2 separate regions of the Mus musculus genome follow, and region 2 is linked to region 1. A link is a contact called in public promoter capture Hi-C data. All regions are on one chromosome and are shown on one strand. Each heading gives the region's core, a stretch centred on a gene start, on an enhancer-like site or on the middle of the called end of the contact. The rest is flanking DNA. Distances are from core to core; before and after follow the strand shown.

Evidence for each region. Capture Hi-C pulls out chosen DNA fragments and counts their contacts.
Region 2: a contact with region 1 is called in a promoter capture Hi-C map of adipose tissue. The contact joins two enhancer-like sites. A contact is called at or near these places in 1 of 15 datasets of contacts at CTCF or cohesin (the NIH/3T3 cell line), 4 of 484 Hi-C or Micro-C datasets (pancreatic cancer cells and uterus), 2 of 115 datasets of contacts at active chromatin or transcription factors (both in embryonic stem cells) and 2 of 9 other capture datasets (adipose tissue and embryonic stem cells).

What each region holds. Positions count from the first base shown.
Region 1 is chr3:100,200,146-100,204,533 of GRCm38.p6, reverse strand. Gdap2 (ganglioside-induced differentiation-associated-protein 2) reads right to left here. Exons shown (of 14, transcript NM_010269.3): 13 at 2,417-2,560. Among named protein-coding and RNA genes, the nearest start is that of Gdap2, 40 kb to the right of the region's middle. Within about 2 kb of position 2,158, at least 22 of the 459 cell types and tissues checked have an H3K27ac peak or open chromatin away from gene starts, as enhancers often do. A contact at or near this core is called in adipose tissue, where this site is marked.
Region 2 is chr3:100,393,244-100,397,631 of GRCm38.p6, reverse strand. No RefSeq gene overlaps it. Among named protein-coding and RNA genes, the nearest start is that of Gm32471, 22 kb to the left of the region's middle. Within about 2 kb of position 2,536, at least 64 of the 459 cell types and tissues checked have an H3K27ac peak or open chromatin away from gene starts, as enhancers often do. A contact at or near this core is called in adipose tissue, where this site is marked.

The DNA of each region.
Region 1 (4,388 bases), core at 909-3,408:
ACACCAGAGGAAAACCCTCAGCACTGCAAGGGCCCTCTTACTATCCTATGTTCTCTTTCTAAAGAGTTTCATCTTTGCAATGATTTTTGTGGCAAACTAAGAGGCACATGTCGGATATGCAGTGGCATGAAACAGAGCTTCCTATATGCACTTCACACTCAACAGGAGACTGCTGAGCCATCGCCTAGCTTCTCTATTTCTGGAAACAATCATAGCAATTTATCGAATCCTCAGCAGTCAGATGGCATACTCGGGGTTTATTTGTAAGAGTGCTGACTTGCTCTTCTCTGGAGGTTGCCTTGGTATTATTACCATCTAGATAAAAATTATCTTTCAACTACTTTTCAAAGAAACTGTTGGCTTTCTAAATGACAAGTCTTAGAAACTGTTTTTCAAGTCCACTGAAATGTGATACAAATCAACACCAATTCAGCCCTTTACCAAATAAAGGACCTATTTTGTGCAATCCAGTGTGAGACACAACTAAGCATGATAAAGTATGCCACCTTTGTACTACTGTATCATTTTCATTACAAATCAGTATTCAACCACCTCCTGGTATCTCAGTTACACATCCCATAAACTACTGTGTCACAAACGTATGACCTGAGTTTCCAAGTTCCTCAAGACTTTCCCTCACATCGCATTGCTTCTCTGGGGCAATGGAAACACCAGCCATCACAACAATTGCTTTCTGCTTCATCTCCCATAGCTACTTAGTCTCCAAAGATCACAGCTCCTATCTTCAAAGCCTAGCCCCCCTCAGCAACATGGCTGCTCTCTGGTGTCTCAGCTGAGGCTGAAGCCTTTCTGTAGACTTGCCTCTCTCTTCATCATGTTCTCGCTCTCTCCACACTGGTCTCTGCACTGGAGGTAATGGCAGCTCCTTTGCAGAACACTCCCTACTCTACTGACTGTCATGTATGCAGCACGCACAGTGGCTGTATGTCATGACAAGCTCTCTGCCTGTCTCCAAACACCGTCCCCTCATCCCCCACTCCTCACTTTTATTCCTGTCCCTGTCTTCACAGACAGAGAGTATTCTATCTGCATCCTAGGAAACTCTACCATAGGTAGAGAGAGATGGTTTAAGGAGTCAATGGTTAGTTTAGAAGTTATACTTTCTTTTTACTGATCCTGTCAATGTGTTTTTTTGATATTCAAAACAACAGAAACCTAAAAACACTTAGGCAAAAGCAAGCGAGTCTGGTGGAGTAATCTTTCTGTATTTGTAGAGAAAAATGATATATTTAGATATTAGCTTTGAAATGTCATTCAAATTCTGGGTATCAAATGTTCTTTTGTGCCTGTTACATTTCCTGCTATTAATTCAAGCATGGCACGTGTAGTTCAAAGGCAAATAAGGGGGTTGGTTCTTACTTCAGCATAGTCAAGTAAATTCAGATGGATGGCGCTTTCTCCCATCCCATACACTGCATAACCTTTGTTCTATGATCCAGCTGCTCCAAATCCTTTCTGCACAACAGCCAAATGTGGAATTTTATTAGCTATTAGGACACAGTAAATACTTTGCTTTCCACATAGGGGAACAGACGTCATCACTGAAGTTGGAGAAACCTTAGAGGGAAATGTACAATAATTAGGGGAGAATACTTAAAGCTCAGTATGTCATGGCCAAAGGTATGGAATCAGCAGCAGTTAGACAAGGTGCTTGGTTAACTTCTGGCAAAGAGTCTCAACTAAAATATATATATGTGACACTGTGAATACACACAGTAAAAAAGAACTGCAGTGATGTTCAAGAGAAGTCATGAGATTAATGCTTCAGAACAGATCTATGAATATACCTGTGAATAACACCACTAACATGGGAGATACATTAAAAACATTCTTAAAGCCTTAAGAAAATGGGACTTGTAACAGGGAAGAGGCTACCGACTTAATGACAATGCTGCAAATGGACACCAGCCAGTCTGGCTGTTCACATAGCTATGAAGCCTCCAATCTTAAGAAATGTCTTCCATGTGACAAAAACTGTCCACATGACTAAGGACCAGTTCTAAATTCATGACTGGGAAATTCTTTTTTTTTTTTTTTTTTTTGCTAAAGTGTTGATTTTGGGAAAACCCTCCTGGGACAAGGATGTTTCCTAAGGTTATTGGGTGAACATGCTAAATGATTATCCCAAAGCTCATGGCTGTTGCTCTGCAGCACGCTTACAGACAGATGCTCACAGGGACTGTTGTGTGACACATACGCTGTCTCAGCATACTGAACACACGGGAGTGTATCTGCATGTAATGAGACAAAAGCTCTGTGAAGCAGCCTTCATGGTAGGCATGTAGCATGAAACACACAAGCTCACACCTGCCGCTCCGTGACACACCCATATGCTCACACCTGCTGCTGCGGCACACCTGCATACTACACCAGGCAAAGGAGGACAGGCACTTACCCTCGCGTCATATTCAAGGACAAAAGGAGGAAAGTCTATCTGCTCTGGTGATATGGCAGAGAAGAGCTGCTGCAGGCTGTCTACGTGGTGGATCTTGTCCTTCAGTCCTGAGACAGAAAAGGTGGTGAAAAACCATGTTGAGACCTGATTAATAGGAGAGAAAAATAATTTAAGCCAATAGCCATCATTAAGAATAGAAACAATTTTGAAATTTTGTGCTAGTTAAAACTGTAATTTCAAAATATTTGAAACTGTACAAAGTGCAGTTTGCAGTTCATTAGTGAGTTGCACAATAGTTTCATAGATTACAAGGAACATTTATAAAAAAGAAAGAACAGTGTCATCATCGGGGCTCTAAGAGGAGGCTGTTTCACAGAGCATGTGATAGACGCCTACGTGTACAGCATGCTGACAACGCGTGCTTCTGACTGCTGACTGAGCTGTGTGCGGTTCATACCTGCTGGGGAAGGGGAAATGGAGGTCACTGGGTGCCTGGCACTCCAGCGCAGGCCCCATGCCAGGAGCAACTGGCCAACACAAAATGGACTCCACAGCTTTGTGCACTTCTTGTTTTGTTATTTTTGTTTGATTGTCACCTGCTTTAATTTTTATGTCAGAGGGGGAGGGAGGGAGGGAATGAAGGAGGAAGGCAGGAGCGCAAGGTTGGGCAGGTGGGTGATCTGGGAGGGGAGAAGAATATGACGGAAATATCTGTCTGGAAAAAAGGCTTCTGCATTACTCGACACACTAATGAATGCTTTGGTACAGTAGCTTAACAGACTGTAAAGTTGTTTTTATTTGTTTCCAATAATTCGAAACTAAGATATTTTCACTTGATAACTGCCATATGGATTCTGTTGAAGTCAGTCTAAGTAGTGCGTGTGTCTATACATATACAATGGACTTTTTCTTTGGCTATCAAGAAGAATGAGATTATGCCAATTACAGAAAATGGATGAAAATGGAGATTATGATGTAAGGAAAATAAGCCAGACAGAAAATTCACCATTACTTGTTTTCTGACATTTGTAGAATCCGTATATAGAAGGGGAAAAAAGGACATTAGGATAGAAGGTGGCTTCCTGGGAAGAAGAGAGACCGTGGGGATGGGACAGGAAGACTAAGAGAAATGATGGGGACTGAAGACAGTATAAGTGCATTATAGACATGTATGCGAATGAAAGCCACCAGCTTTAGTTATATGCTTTGACTGTTTTAAGGCAGACAGCCACTATTATCTCACCTATGTTTAAGTCACTTAACAAAATACTATGCAAGGGTGTGTTAGAGTGGAAAAAACAAAATTTCTGGTAGCTAGTGGTATTTTTGATACCAAGGTGGGTAATAGCTACAACTTCTGTATTGTTTACCTATCTGAATTCTTATCAACACGTTAGGCAACAGTCCAATGAGGTAGGTGTGATGTTGCTATCCCCATTTCCAAAAGGTGCTAGCAGATGCACGTGGGCTTTTAGTGGACTTCAGAATATATCCAAAGCAGTATTCAAGTCCTGGGAAGCCCCCAGGCGTTGGGTACTTGCACTCATGCATCACTTTTATCAACTTCTCTTTGATACGCTCGCACAGTCCTCAGCACCTCTTCCCAACCTCTGACACCTCCTAAGCTCCTCATGACATACTTGCTTCACACTTACTTGTAAGCTAAAACATGTAACAGACAACACTAGGTTATCACTACGTAAATCCTATTCTAGCTTTGAAGTTGGGACAGGGTTATCTCCCGTACTGCTCTAAGCTGTCCCTTCTGTGAATTCTTCTGTTCTCCTGTTTAAATCTCACTTGCAGAGACCTGAGAGCTTCCTAGTACCTCTCAGTTACATATATTTCTGCAGTCTCTCTGGTTCCTCAGAGCCAATCCTAGAGTGAAGTATACAGTTGTGTTCAAGCAAATGATGGCCTTTGTAGCCTGGGCCACTATTTATGTCTGCCATGTGACTGATGGCTAATCCAC
Region 2 (4,388 bases), core at 1,287-3,786, 190 kb before region 1:
TCAGGCCTTGCCGGCATCTGGTCAACCCTTTCTCAGCTTCACAAGCTCCATCTTTTTTCATCCCTGACCAAGGCTTTCTGGTTACTGCTGCTTCTCTGGTATCCCACCACCCATGAGCTCTCTTACTACTGGATATTCCTCCCATGCAGTGCTTACTTCATGGTAGTCACAACAAGTGGCTAACAATATTGCTATTGCTGTGCTTTTACTTGTATGATTATGTACACACATGCATAGATGCATAGTATATGTGTGTGTTCACACATGTACATATGGGTGCATATGCACATATGTATTTGAATGTATGGAGGCAGGAGGTTGGCCTTGTGTGTCCTTCCTTACCATTCTCCACCTTAGTTTTTCAGACAGTGTCTCTCACTGAACCCAGGGCTCCCTGATTGACTGGTCTGGTGGGCCAGCAAACTCTAGGGATCCTTGTGTCAATACTTCCTGCCCTCTCCCCTCTATGTTAGCTTTACAGATGCTCTCAGTCACATCTAGGTTCTTCTGTGGGTTCTGGTGGGTACAAACTTAGGTCTTTGTGATTGCATGGCAGACACATTACCCACTGGCCATCTCCCAGATCCTTATGTGTGTGTGATTCTTCGGTTAAGACCTATCTAATGTAAGAGAGCCCAAGCTCCTTTGAAAGAGGGATGGGCTTGTGTTCATCACCACCGTATCACAATAGATGCAAAATAGCAGGTCTCAGCTCTGACACACAGGACATAACCAGTGTTTGCTAATCTAATAACTGCGCGAAGATATGATCCTCACCAACATCCTCTTTACTGGAAGAAGGGGGGCAATTAAATGTACAACATCAACACGAGAAGTTTAGCCCAACTGTGGCAGTAGCCACACTGATAGGGAGGGAGCACTTGGACAACAGTTTTGGGGATATCTGGGTGGTTCCTGGGAAAAGTGTATGCTGGTTCCTGTCAGGGAATCTGAAAGGAATTTTCAAATTAAGTGAATACAGCAGAGGAGAGGACACTTGGGAGAGTGGAGGACTTTAAATGAAAGGTCAGCTTGATTAATGACCTGGAAATAAAGACTAGGTGGTCTTCAACCCACTTCTCCTCCTGCCTTCTTTCCAATTCTGTGGGCTCCAGGCTCAGGCCCTCTTGCTTAGGTGATTGGAGTCAGAGGGAGCACTGCAAGGAGAGAAGTCAAGGAGAGAGCCTCTGCTGCCTCCTGAAAAGGGAGACCAACTATCTTAGTATGCCTGGAGCTGACCTGGTATTAGCACTGACAATCCTGTGATCTTGAGACCCCTCCAGTCCCTGGGTAGAGTCAGAGAGTTGGCTATTCTCTTTGTCAGGCCACCTGGAGGAGCACTAGAGCCTCAGAGAGTCTTGGGATCATTTCTGGACTAGAGCACAGAGCTAGAGCTCCTGGGCTGGCGTCTTAGCTGCATTCCTCCAGGATGCCTGGTGTTCTTGGCACGCTGGCTCTCCAGCTTCCTGAAGTAGGCAGTTTCTTATTTCCTGTATCCTTGATGCCATGGCATCCGGAGGCTTGAGTTGAAGGCACTGCCTTTCCTAAATACAGCATGACTGTATTCAGAACCTGCCTCTGATATGCAAAACCAACCAATCCCAAATTCAGGTCTCCTACCTCCTCCTTTACCAAACTCACACACACACACACCAAGCCAATATACACCAACCATAAGCCCGCCAGGGCTGGGTGCTGGAAAACAGACCCCATTACAGCTTAGGATAGTTGAAATGATCCGAACTACCCAGTCCAAGCTTCCTTAACACACCTGACCGAGCTCACCTGCCTTCTGAAAACCCAGCAAGGGTTCTGTCCCCCCAGTCCCCTGCTCTAGTCTCTCCAGCTTTCACTTCCTGACCAACACTATTTCTGTGCCCTTCATTTCTAAAGATCTCTGAGTCTAAACTTCTTCCCTGGCAATTGTTTACTCATCTTATTATGCCTAATAAAAACACTTTCAGGTAAAGCTCAGCATATGCCCTTTTGAAAGCAAGCCTTTCCTGTCTCTCGTGGTGGTTGGAAGGGCCTCGTGAGATAATGTCTAGGAAAGAGATCCATTAGCTTTAAGGTACGTTTTTATTATCATTCCTTTCCAGGTCATTTAGTCTGAAAATATTGGAAATCCCTAAGGAGCCATATGGAGGATGCAGGGAGGCCCTTCCTGAGAGGTTGCCCTGGCCATGGCCTCTTTCCTGTGAGTGATCTGCCTTCCAGGCAGCAGCAGCTGAGGCCATTTGGACCGCAGCCTCCTGGACTCCTGGTCTGGCTGTCTCCTCTCTAGCTCCCACCTCCTTTCCCTTTCACTGGGGGGAAACAAACACTTTGGGAGTTTAAAGGAATGAAACCACTCTATAAAATGTGTGCCGGAGCGAGAACACTTCTCATTCCTTGGGTGAGTATGCACACCACAGAGCAAGGCTTCCAAAGTGTTCCTCCAAGAAAAACACATGCAAACTGTTAAAGCCAGAGGCAAGCACACTGGGCGTGACCCTCCTCGTAAAAGCAGAAGCCTGCATCTTCTCTTCTCAAGTCTCTTCCTGGAAACGATCACTTCTCATCCAGCCCTGGGCTGTTTACTCCGGTTTCCCCTGCAGCTGGGTGGTTCACATCCACAAAGCCTTCTCCTACAACCTGTGGCTACCTTGCAGGCCCTTGGGCTGGGAGGTAAAAATCCCAGGCTGGCCAGGGGTACTTATGTGGTTCTGTGGCTTCAGTGAGCACTAAGTGGGCGTGACAGTAGCTGGTAGAGCCCTTCAATGACATTGCCAGCTTAAACACAGGCTGCCCAAATACTACATGGGATATTCTTATACAAAAAAAGTACATGTTTATCTGAAATTCAAATTTAACTGGACACCCGGCTTTTTTATTTGCTAAATCTGGTAACTTAACCCAACTGCCCATTCTTGAACTTTTTTTTTTCCTTTAATTTCCTGAGTGGGACAGGATCATTCCCTCTATTTCCTGAGGAGACTAAGGGTCGTGTTGCCTTGTCTCTGCTGCAATAATCAATAGCTTCCTAAACACTGTCAGGTGGACTCTGGGAGTGACCTGCTCTGAGGTCTTTAACTAATTAGACTTAATGAGCAGATGCTGAGTGTGGGATTGGAAAGCCACCAGCCCATGAAACTCCCATGGTCTTGAAAAGTACTTGTAGGCACAGAAGCTGTGGTCATGGATAGATTTTTGGGCGTGGCTCTTTCAGGGGAATTTGTGCTCTAGGGCTTGCCACCAGAGGCTGGGGTGTTAGATACCACTCCCTTTGCTTCTTTTGGCACTGGGGTCTTTGCTACCACCTTGTGTAGTCTGGTGCATCTATTTGTATCTAGAAATTTGTAAAGTCTCAGAGGGAAGGATGCTGGCAGCTTCTGCCTCTTTTCCTGGACTTGTAGACAAAGTTTTTGTGGTGAACTAGGTTGGGAATAGAAAGGGCAGTAGGGAAATGTCTGGAGGAGAACGGCCACAGAAGCAGCAGCTGGGAAGAAACAGAGCTCAATAAGAGAGTGAGTGCCTCTCCCAGACAGTGACAGCAGACAGTCATTTGACCATTTCTCCACTGGGAAGAGGGCTCTCTGTCCACTGTGAGTTGTGCATTAGGGTAACAGTTCCAGGCATCCTTGGGACAGACAATCTTCTCTTTTAACTGGAGGAGCACCAACTCTGGGTAGACAAACAGCACAGTTGGTATAGGAAGGGGTGGAAACAGGAATCTGGGACTGGGAATCAGCTAGCGTGTTGACTCAGTCAGCCCAAAGACCAAGACCTTAACACAGTCTTAGCCTCCCCTACACTTCTTTGGAAGCAGTTGGGATGAAGATGGAGTAGGTTGATGCTCAGTAATCTGGAGGTCGACCAGTTCCCTCCCTTATGTCTGAGTTCCTTGTCTTGGCTCAGGAGAGTAAAGAAAATGACTGAGTTAGGTGGAGATGAGGGTCACAGATAGGGTACATTTGTGTTCATGCATGAGAGTTTGCGGGCATAAGTGGCATGTAGGTATGTGTGTATGTGTGTAAGTTTTAAGAACACTTGGAGCAGACATCCTTAGCAACTTCACCCTCCCTTCTGCATGCATATGAACCAATGGAAGTATCCCGTCAATACAAAAATTGCAGCTATCTGCATTATAGGGAAATATGGATAAGATGAAAACTGTCCTTTAAGATTTCAATGCACAGTTCTCAGACATGGAAGGGCAATCTCCTGTCCCCAAGTATATACTAGTGTAGAGAAGCTATATAGTACTAGCATACACATTGGTTCCAAGAGAACTGCCCATATGTGACATCGTCAAGGAAGCCTCAGTAAACCAGTGTTGTTCTAAGTGTGGCCTGTAACATGAAAGAAGTTAGACAGGAGAGAAAAAAGGACTCCATCTTTTATTTTAT